Linked DNA regions of Mus musculus: region 2 is linked to region 1. The links are chromatin contacts, called in public HiChIP or PLAC-seq maps. All regions are on one chromosome and are shown on one strand. Each heading gives the region's core, a stretch centred on a gene start, on an enhancer-like site or on the middle of the called end of the contact. The rest is flanking DNA. Distances are from core to core; before and after follow the strand shown.

What was found. HiChIP or PLAC-seq counts read pairs in DNA pulled down with a chosen protein or histone mark.
Region 2: an H3K27ac HiChIP or PLAC-seq map of acute myeloid leukemia shows a contact between it and region 1, with 5 times the contacts expected there. The contact joins the promoter of Cst7 here to the enhancer-like site in region 1. A contact is called at or near these places in 5 of 39 promoter capture datasets (cranial neural crest, hippocampal neurons, liver and 2 more) and 2 of 115 datasets of contacts at active chromatin or transcription factors (acute myeloid leukemia and large pre-B cells).

Annotation. Positions count from the first base shown.
Region 1 is chr2:149,317,366-149,322,485 of GRCm38.p6, forward strand. No RefSeq gene overlaps it. Among named protein-coding and RNA genes, the nearest start is that of Cst10, 85 kb to the right of the region's middle. Within about 2 kb of position 2,111, at least 3 of the 459 cell types and tissues checked have an H3K27ac peak or open chromatin away from gene starts, as enhancers often do. A contact at or near this core is called in acute myeloid leukemia, where this site is marked.
Region 2 is chr2:150,568,372-150,573,491 of GRCm38.p6, forward strand. It overlaps Cst7 (cystatin F (leukocystatin)), which reads left to right and starts at 2,044. Exons shown (of 4, transcript NM_009977.3): 1 at 2,044-2,214. The coding sequence starts at 2,148.

The DNA of each region.
Region 1 (5,120 bases), core at 861-3,360:
AGAACTCTGCTATAAACCCATCTGGTCCTGGGCTTCTTTAGGGGACATGAGACTGTTTAGGTCATTTATTTGACCCTGTTTCAACTTTGGTACCTGGCATCTATCTAGAAAATTATCCATTTCATCCAGATTTTCCACCTTTGTTGAGTATAGGCTTTTGTGGTAGGATCTGAAGATTTTTTTGATTTCCTAAGTTTCTGTTGTTAAGTCTCCCTTTTCATTTCTGATTTTGTTAATTTTGATACTGTCTCTGTGCCCTCTGGTTAGTCTGGCTAAGGGTTTATCTATCTTGTTGATTTTCTCAAAGAACCACCTCCTGGTTTGGTTGATTCTTTTTATAGTTCTTTTTGTTTCTACTTGGTTGTTTTTAGCACTGAGTTTGATTATTTCCAGCTATCTACTCCTCTTGGGTGTATTTGCTTCTTCTTGTTCTAGAGCTTTCAGGTGTACTGTAAATCTGCTAGTATATGCTCTCTCCATCTTCTTTTTGGAGGCACTCCAAAAAGAATGAAGATTTATGACCCAAATGTAAATTATATAAAACATTAGAGACAACTTCCAGAGTATGTTTGTGGTGATCTGTACTCACATTTTATCTCTCACCTGATCATGAACCTATCTCACATACAAGTATCAGCTCAGTTTAGAAGGACAAAATTTTCAAGATATGTTAAGACTCAGTAATGATTGACATGAGTTTACAGCCTCTAGCAAAGAAAACTTGTAAACAGTAACATTGAACTGTAATGATTAAGCACTTTCGTTGTTGAAACATGAAGACTGAATATTTAGTGGGAAGTTGATCTATAGTGATGTCAAGGGAGGTCTTACTCAATAGTTAAACTAAATCAGAGTTACATTAAATTTCTATAGAATAAGGAAGGTAGTCTTCTTTTGTATTAGGACTCTTAAGTTATTATGTCTCAACAATGTTTGTAGTTCTAATATGCTATATTCCTCATGGGCCATGCTTTAAAATATTTATTCCAAACTGGACTTGTTATTGGATACACTGAAGTGATCCTTCATTATTCCTTATCTTACTAAAATACATAAAATAGACCTCAAAATTTAATTTTTATTTTTAGTTTGATTTAATAAATTGTTAAGAAACTACAATTTTATCTAGGCCTCTATCACAGTCCTAGAGGTACAGTGTATGTTTAAGTGATATGTGAAGTCTTCATGTTGTGATTTAGTGGAGGAAGGTACCTTGGCTGGTTAAAGTACAAGGAAATCTCATATCAAACCATGTCACAGATCTCCTGAGAAGTGTTTATAACACCCGAGAGAAGGAGTCAGAGGAGGAGCAGGAGAATATAAATGTTGGCATTTTGTAATCCCCAAATTACTGATGCTAACTCTCTTGGGATAATTGTCCCATTCCTTAAAAGTCTCACAAAAGAGACTTCAGTGTTGTGTACAGACAGTTTGTCTCTGTGTTTTCTCCCACAGAAGCTGATATCCTCCCCCATCCCATGGCAAGTGCAATAGCAGACAGCTGGTTTCTGTGCTGCATCCTCCTGCAACAAGCCCAGGGCTCTCTCCCCCACTGGCCGCTCCAAGGGAACCCAGCCTAGCATTAGAATAGCACTACCCATAAAACTCCCCCTTAATGGAGACATCATGAGAAGCCAAACATTAGCTCAAGACATCCTCCCCACCTCTGGGTCTCCAAAACTACCACCCTTCTGATAAGTGGCAGAACTCTACAGGTGCCTGTCTTGAAACCTTAAGGAAATAACAAGCCCAAAGGAGATTACGGTCCTGCATTTAAATCATGGAGAAAAGGTAATCACAAGTCATAGGCAATTAAGACTGGCCACAAAATTAGTCCCTGATGAACCCACAACAGACAATCATTAATCCCCTTCCCAGCTTCAGTTCCATACCACCAAATGATTACAGCCCTCCACTCGCCTTTTCTGTGAACATTCAGGGGATTCCTAACTATACTGTACATAAACCCAGTGCTTTCTGGACTTAGACTTCACATGCCAGCATTCACCCTGTGAGTGCAGGGCATGTGATCAGAGTTCGAACTTGAAACAATAAAAGGCTCTTTTGCAAGTTGCAGTGGATTTCATAATTCTTGGGCTTGTCTGGGTTGGTAGCAGAGGATGGTTTCACCATCCACATGAGACAGAGCCATCTGAAGAACGCTTTGCACAGAGACCTACATCAGATCTCCAAGTTTCCCAAGAGACTGTGAGTAATCTAGTTCAAAAACTAGGCTTTTACTTTCTCTCTCTCCAAAGTGTTCCAGAAAGCGCTCTCTCTCTCTCTCTCTCTCTCTCTCTCTCTCTCTCTCTCTCTCTCTCTCTCTCATTTCAACTACAAGAAGCTGGCTTTTCCCAGCTCTGTAGCCCCTAAACCCTAGTTCTAGGCTTTGAATGGCTCTGTAGGCTACAGCAGCCTTCACCTGTAGTAATTGCTCCGAGCTCTGTTTTCCCCTGCGGGCTAGAGGCTGGTGTGAGGTCTCCTTCCTCATCTCTGTTACAGGTTTCAGCTACAAGCAGCTGGTTTTTCTGCACTGTGGCCCCTCCCCCCTTGTTCAGCCCCTGATTGCTCTCTTACTTACTCTCTACTTCTCACTCTCTTACTTTTTACCCATCACTCTCACCCCCTCTCTCCTCTCTCTTTGTCTTCTCCTCTCCTCTCTCCTCTCCTTTCCTCTCTCCCTCTTACTCTCTTTCTCTCTCACTGGTGTTGGGAACCTCTTTCCTTAACCCTGGTGGCTTTAGCAAAGTAGTTCCTGGAATCCCAGGTAGGACTGCCCCTTGCCACCCCCCACACCAAAGAGTTGGTCAGAGGCTTAGATGCCCACCCAGGGATGAGTGGAAGGTAGATAGCAGCCCTCCCATGCATGACAGACCAGAGAATAGTTAAAACTCTGGCAGGGTGTGGGTTTTCCCTTCCCTCTCTTCCCCAGGGCCCCCTTATTAGTTCCCAACATTTCCCATGTACTCAGGGCATAACAGGAGCAGGAGATGAGGCACTGGGTTTTATTAGATATAGAGCATGCAGGGAGGAAGGGTACTATGCTTATGGGGAAAAAAAGTACTTTCAACCTAAAAGAAAAAAATATTTGAAACAGCTATCACTGAATCTTAATCAAGGGATTTATCATTTGTCTATACCCTCTTTCACACAATATGTCCCTTCTAAACTAATAACTGCCACATTTTCAACATTTTTTTCTTGTCTTTTTGTTCGCTAGCTCATCTTTTTTTTTTTCTGGAACACTCTAAATTACATAAAATTGCTATTGTTTACTGAGTCTTGGTGGTCTGTCCTGTTTTAACTTTCAAACACTAGATCTCCTCCAAGACAGCAATCCAGACAGAATCAACACATCTGCTTTTAACACAAATAGGGGCATTGCCAGTCTCTCTATAAAGGATGTTGGATTGAATAAATTCCAATACAAGAGAATGACTGAGACTAAGTTGTAGGAAGATTTGAGTCTCAAATTTAAAAAAAAAAGTGGGTTTAATTTTCCTATGTGGGTATTTATTTTGTCTTCAAGTGTGTCTTCATGTCCATGTCTTACATGTCTGATGCCCTTGGAGGACAGGAAAGAACAAAATATTTTCCAAAACATGAGTTACAGATGGTTAATGATTACAAGCCTCGATGTGGGTAGTGCAAGTAAGTTGGGTGGAAATTCAAGTTGGGTATTCTGGAAAAGTAGTCAGTGCACATACCTACAGTACATTTTTGTAGACCCTAAATTTTTTGTTTTAAATTACAGATGGCCAATTGACTTTTAATATGTGCCATGATTTCAAGTATCTCTTTTCTTTAGAAGTCTCAACCACATCCTGCAAGATACTGAACTGAGTAGAACTGATAGCTGCACACTCTCCTGTTCACATTCAGCATATACAATAATTGAGCTGTTTAGATTATTAACTAAAGGGAGGACAATTTTATAGTTTTAACCATATTAATCTTCATGAACTAGATTTAAAATAGTCCATTCTCTTAGAGGGAATGTGGATTGAAAGTAACACCAAACTTACAAACTATGAGGAGAGTACTGTAAAATCAAAGACTAGATACATGTAGCTATTGTGTGATCCTTCAGAAACTTAATCTGTCAACTTTGAAATTATGGAAAAAAATGAAATCAGATTTGGCATTAATCATTAATTAATATATTATATTATATTATATTATATATTATCATTAATAATATATTAGGCTAATAATATTGGCTGACTGTATAGGAAAAAAACTAAGCATTGATAGCAATACTATTAGTGTTTTTCTCCATATTTCATTTAGTAATTTATAGTTCTGTTTGTACAATTCACATAAAATACATTTTTATAAATGTATTTGACAGTTTTTCATTATTATAAAAAAGCATTTAAGAAATAACTTAAGAGAGAAAAGGATGATTTTTTGCTCATGGTTATATAGCATAGAGCTCATAGCTGTTTGACCCTGTGGTCATAAGCTAGAGAAAATTCTGAAAGTCATTACAGTCAGTCCATTCTGGAGCAAACATATTTAAATAAATTAGAATATTAATTTTAAATGAGCAAATAATAAATAAATATAAATTCTTGGTCATATCCATATCTTAAAGAATTTCAATAAATCTTATAAAGCCCCAATTCAGGTAGAAGAATGTGGCTAATATTAAATATTAATATCCAAATAATATCAAAATCAATAAAAAGTATAGTATTAGCATAATTCTGTATATTGAAGTGCTCAGTGTCTAGTGGTAATGATAAATTAAATATTTTTTCAGATAATGTCTCTTCTGGCCTCCCAGGTACAATGTCACACCAAGCCCTGTCACAAGAGCTCCATCTCTAGGCCCTAGGTGCTTTGCCTAGAGAGAAGCTCTGAGATATTTGTTGACTGGATGGTTAATAGTTGCTCATGAATACTAGAAAGGAATACTATGTCCTCCTCCAAGCAGAGCCTCACTCAATAGGTTGGCAAAAACAAAGCAAAATGAAAAAGACTTTTCTGGAAAAGGAAAGATGGCACTCACTCCATCTCCTGATGTAATAGCCCTGAGAGGGACTCTGAGCTTTAATCAAAGGACTTAGAAGTTTTAAAAGAAATAAAAATGAATTTTAAAGCTTCTCAGACATACA
Region 2 (5,120 bases), core at 794-3,293, 1.3 Mb after region 1:
ACTAGCACACTGAACTCCATGTTAGGCCCCAGTACCCAGGGGGCCAGCTGAGAACTGTCCACCAGAGTATTGACTGGTACTTGTGAGCCCATCTGCATGCTTTTCAGGTTAGAGTCAATACCCAGGTGGCCATGTGCACAATGCATCCAATGGAAGGCCCAGTATCCAAAGGAACAATTCCAGGCTAGTCTACTTAAAGCCCAGTACCATGGGGTACCTCATACATTTGCCACTTCAAGCCCTGTGCCACAATCTGGCTTGAGGACAAGGGCAGTACCTCAAAGACCACTTGCACTCTGCAACCTATGCATGTGTAGCTCCAGCAAGTAGGAGATGACCCACCCTGGCCAAAATGCATCCTTAGTACCCAGGGGCTGTCTACATGCTGACCTAAGGACAGGCACAGTCCTTAGGTACCTCAGGGACTTCACCACAGCTGACCTTAACTCATGCTCAGAACCCAGGATTAGCCCACTGAGGACACCACCTCTTTCACTGAGAATTCAGGCGCTCAATACCCCTGCTTCCCTGGAATCTTCCATTCCAACGTACAGGATCCCATTCTTTTGCAAGCAGTGTTCTCACTCCCAAAGCTTCCTGAAAAGCTGGACTTCAACGTCTCTCCGGATAACTGGAGGATGGGACTCTGCATTTTATTTTCAACAATCTCAAGAACTATACAAGATGAGGTTCTCCTTAGGGACTCCGCAGAAGCTTTCAGACTTTATGTAGCACAGAGGCGGGGAATTCAAATCCCTGAATTATCTTTGTACTGCACCACACTGGCCTGAAGACCAAGCAGCCAGCCTAGCTCCATCTCCTGCTCCCACCTAGACTACTGATGCTCTGGTTACTGCTAGAAATACAACACGTGGATTATGTTCTGACTCCCAACCTCTCAGTGGATGTTTGAAACTGAAGCGGGCACTACTCTATCCCATTTATACTGAAGACATTGTGTCCCAGACCCTAGCAGCCAAAAATAAGGATCCCAAGATCAAACAGGAAAGGACCATGGGGGGTTGTCATAACAGCTACTACTTACTGAATACTACCTGCAGCACCCAGAAACCTATTGGGACCTCAGATTACATAGTTTGTCCATGTCCCGCAGACCCTATCTGCCCTGTTTGGAATTTAGTAGGATCCAGCACAATTCACCTGGCTCAGACCCCCTCCACCGCTGCCCCGAGCATCCAGGATCTGACTATATCTGTATGTCAGGCAGCCTGGGAGGCCCATGTGTCTCCTGGGGGCAAGTAAGACCCCAGGCATCCTTCCACACTACCTTCCTAGCCTAGTTCTGAGAGACGAATATACCTCTCCACACTGAAGCCGATTACAGCTTGCTTTCCTCCTACCCTGAGCCTTTATGCAAAAGAAACTCCAATGTTTCACAAGTCCCCAGAGGTAACTGAGGTGCATGGGCTGTTCCTAGTCTAATGACAGCAAAGCCTAGATTCAGATTCAGATAACTGGGTATAGGTACCCACTCCAAACCATGGGCTGAAAGTAGAGGCATGGCCAGAATCAGACCTCTGTCTACGTAATTTCATCTCCTTAGAAGGCTTTGAGCCCAGAGTGGGCCATGATCAGTATCTCAGCTCTCACGGTGCTGAGCTCCTGTTTGAGGCACAGAAGCCACGTGCCAATGCTCCTCCCAAGGACTTTGGAAAGTATGAATAGCTTTCCTGCAGATAACCCCTCAGACCCGGACAGCATAGTTTCTTGTCTCTTGAAGGGGGCTATTCTGAATACTAGAATGCAGGAGGGGAGAGAGTCTATAAATGTAGAAGGACAGTCAAGTGACTACTTTTGAAAATCCCCTGGTTTCTTCACATCAGCATCCCCCGTGTGTGGTGAATGGTAGGAAACTGCCTCCTCCCACCCTGGGAAGGAGAGAGGGTGCTGCGCTCGTGGGTCTCACTTCTCTCCCCCTGCCTCCCCCTGCAAATGATCACAGCTTGGAAACTTCTTTAAAGGAAGTGGTTGCTCTTGTGGCCCCAAGTCCTGAAGATGAAGCGCTTCTGGTTAAAATGATTCAGCAAGAAACCACGCCCCACTGAAGCTACCCCACCATGCCCTGGTCCTGGAGCTGTACTTGCCGAGCACTTGGCCCACTACATGCTCCCTGCATTTCCCCAGCCATGTGGCTGGCCATTCTGCTTGCCCTCTGCTGCCTAACTTCTGACACCCATGGGGCACGCCCCCCAGGTAAGAGAAGGGTCATCTGGCCCCATCCCAGAGTACTGTTCTGACCACCTTCTAGTAGTAGAAGTATGGGGACCCTGGCCTGTTAGTCTTGCATCTTTCTTAGGACACTCTTGGAACCCTGAGAAAGACCCTGGCAAGGGGCTGGGGATCCTGGCAGCAGCTACTTCTAAGCAGAATAGACATCAGGGATCAAGCATAACAGCAGCCACAGGGATAAAGAGAACAACTTCTGTTCTCTTCTGTTCAAGGGCCTCACTCAGTCTATATCTGACAGCTTTACTTTTCTAACTGACTTTACTGCAGAGACCCCAGTAAGATAAGTATTGTGCAAGTCAGCATGCTAGTGGCCAGTGAGGGGTGGCAGTCGCCTGTGTTGGAAAGCTGAGATGCAACCAGGCTAGCTAACTTGCTAACCATCAGCCATGAGTGCCTGTTTCCCTACAGAGAGCTGGAAGATGTCTGCCCCAGCAAGCAGATTCAGCACATAGATAAAGTTTGAGGGCCCTGCCTCTAACTGACAAAAAAGCTGATAACTGACCATCTCCCAGTAGATGAAGACAGCGCTTATGCATAAGGCTTTTGTCATTCTTCCTCCTTAAAGCAGGCTGGGTCTGGTCACTGGGAGGCAGTGAAAGGGAATACCCAAGAGACACCAAGGACATAGAATCCCCCTTCACAGCAATTAGGTGCAAAGAAGTAAGTGTAGAGACACAGTAGGGCATAGCCTCCAAATCCAAGACCCAAGTAGATGCTGTGAATGGGGCACTGTGGAGACAGGGCAGTAATGGGTAGGGGAGCTTCTGTTCTGAGGATGAGGATGGACCACAGCAGCTCGGGGGGGGGGGGTCATTGGCAAAGAGGTAGTTAACTGGTAAAAGAGGAGACAGCACTAAGCACGGGCCAGGCCACAGACCTTGCCTCTCCATGCCCTGCTCCCTGTGGCCTTAGTGCTCACTAGGAGGCCCTTCCTGGCCTACCTACGATTCCTCTGCCCCAGTTGTCCAGAGAGAAGCTTGGGCAGAAGCTGGTGTTCATGCTGCAAAGCCCTCTTGGCCTATGTGAGAGATCTGGGGAAGACATTGGTACTGGCTATCTCACCGATCCTAGGGTTTCGGTTTTTTATACTCGGTGTTTTGACGATGCTGTGTTTGCCTCCTCTGAGGCCTAATTCAACAGAGTGGCCACATCTACCACATTATAGTTAACACCACAGGACAGCTGTTGGGGGAGATATTGGAGGACTGTCAGTTCCCTGTCTCTACCACGTTAACTTCCCCCAAATTTGTGAGCTGAAAGGAATCTTCTCCATTCACCTGCCCTCAACAGCTTCTCTGAGCCACCCCCTTCAGGCCTCTCTGCCCAGACCCAAATAAACACCACCCTCACACTGGAACCTGGGAATACTACAAGCCCCATATACACCATCTGAGAAGTTTGGAACTTCCTTCAGCCTGCCCTTTGAGATGCCAGTAACTGGTTCTTACCTGAATGTCTTAGAGAAAGTAGCTCAGTGATGATCTCACAAAGTGCTTATAGGCCTGGGGTACTCCCAACAGTGCCCACCATTGCCTGCAAGTCAATGGCCAGGCCTTTGCTCTGCTGTGCTAATGAACCACATCTCTACCCACTATGGTACCTCCCTTCCTGATGCTTCCATTAAGGCCTCCGATGCAAAATGGGGTACTCTCAAGCTCCTCTCAGACAGCTGGGAACCTTGACCTCTAATGGTTCATATTCATTCATATTCATATTCTCATTCTCTTTCCCTCTTCCCTCCCTCCGTTCCTCCCTCCTTGCTCTCTCCCTCCCTCCTCCCTACTTCCTGTGGAATTCTGGAATCCTCTGTGAGCCAAGGCAAAGCAACAAGGATACTGATTGTGTCTGATCTGAGCATATGGCATAGCTCTGTGCCTAGGAGTTAAACTGCCCCAAGCAGTATCCCCAATCTTCAGAATTTAGGAAATTGCCACATTCATTGTCTCTGCCTCTTAGCTGTTGGTGAGAATGGGGAGCCTTCTTTCTCAATGTGTCACTTCTTCCACAAAGGTTCCCTGCCGGTGGTCACCGTTTGCCTCATCGCCTGCCCCTTTCCAGTAGGACTTGCAGAGGAGGCTTGTTTGCTTAGGCAAGAAACCTGCAGCCATGTAGCCACCTGCTCTGCATAGCAAGGGCTAAGGGCATAACTAGGCCTGGGTATACTGGATTCCCACAGAAAGTTCTAAAAGCTGTTATAGGTTGGGTCTAGGCCTGAATGGACCACTGACCTAGATTTCCCATGAACATGTTTGTCCTCAGAGATCCTTGCTGCAGTCATATCATATCTGATATGGTACTGGATGATACTGACTACTGCTTCGTGCAAACTGCCTTGTTTATTCTTATCCTTCAAGGTCAGTGTCATCATCATCCTCATTTACAAATGGAACATGGAGGCTCAAAAAGGTTAAGGAGCTTGCCCAAGCTAGCACAGCCAATGAGAACAGCTGAGATTCTAACACTGGATGTGTCCCAGTTGGTAAAGACAAGAGTTAATCAGAGAAAAAAATATCAGCATCCAGCAGATGAGGAGACAATGCTGCCTCAAAGAAGCCCACCCCACCCTCATCACTCAGGACCTCAAAGCATAAGAATCACTCACAGAACTCATGGGAAAAACATAGACTCAATGGATGTTGATGGTATAGGTGAGGGGCCCTAAGAGGTAAAGGTGTGGGTGGCTCATCTGCAGCTGGGCAGAGCTTGGCATTTGTCTTATCACCATTGCAGTTCTCAGACTTCCTCGGCTTCTGTGAGAACATCAGACAGGGCTTGAGAGCAAACTAGAACAGTCCAGAGGGGACTGTACAGGACTCAGCTATGAGACACCTACGGACCAGACCAGATCCCAAAGCCATACTGGACAAGAA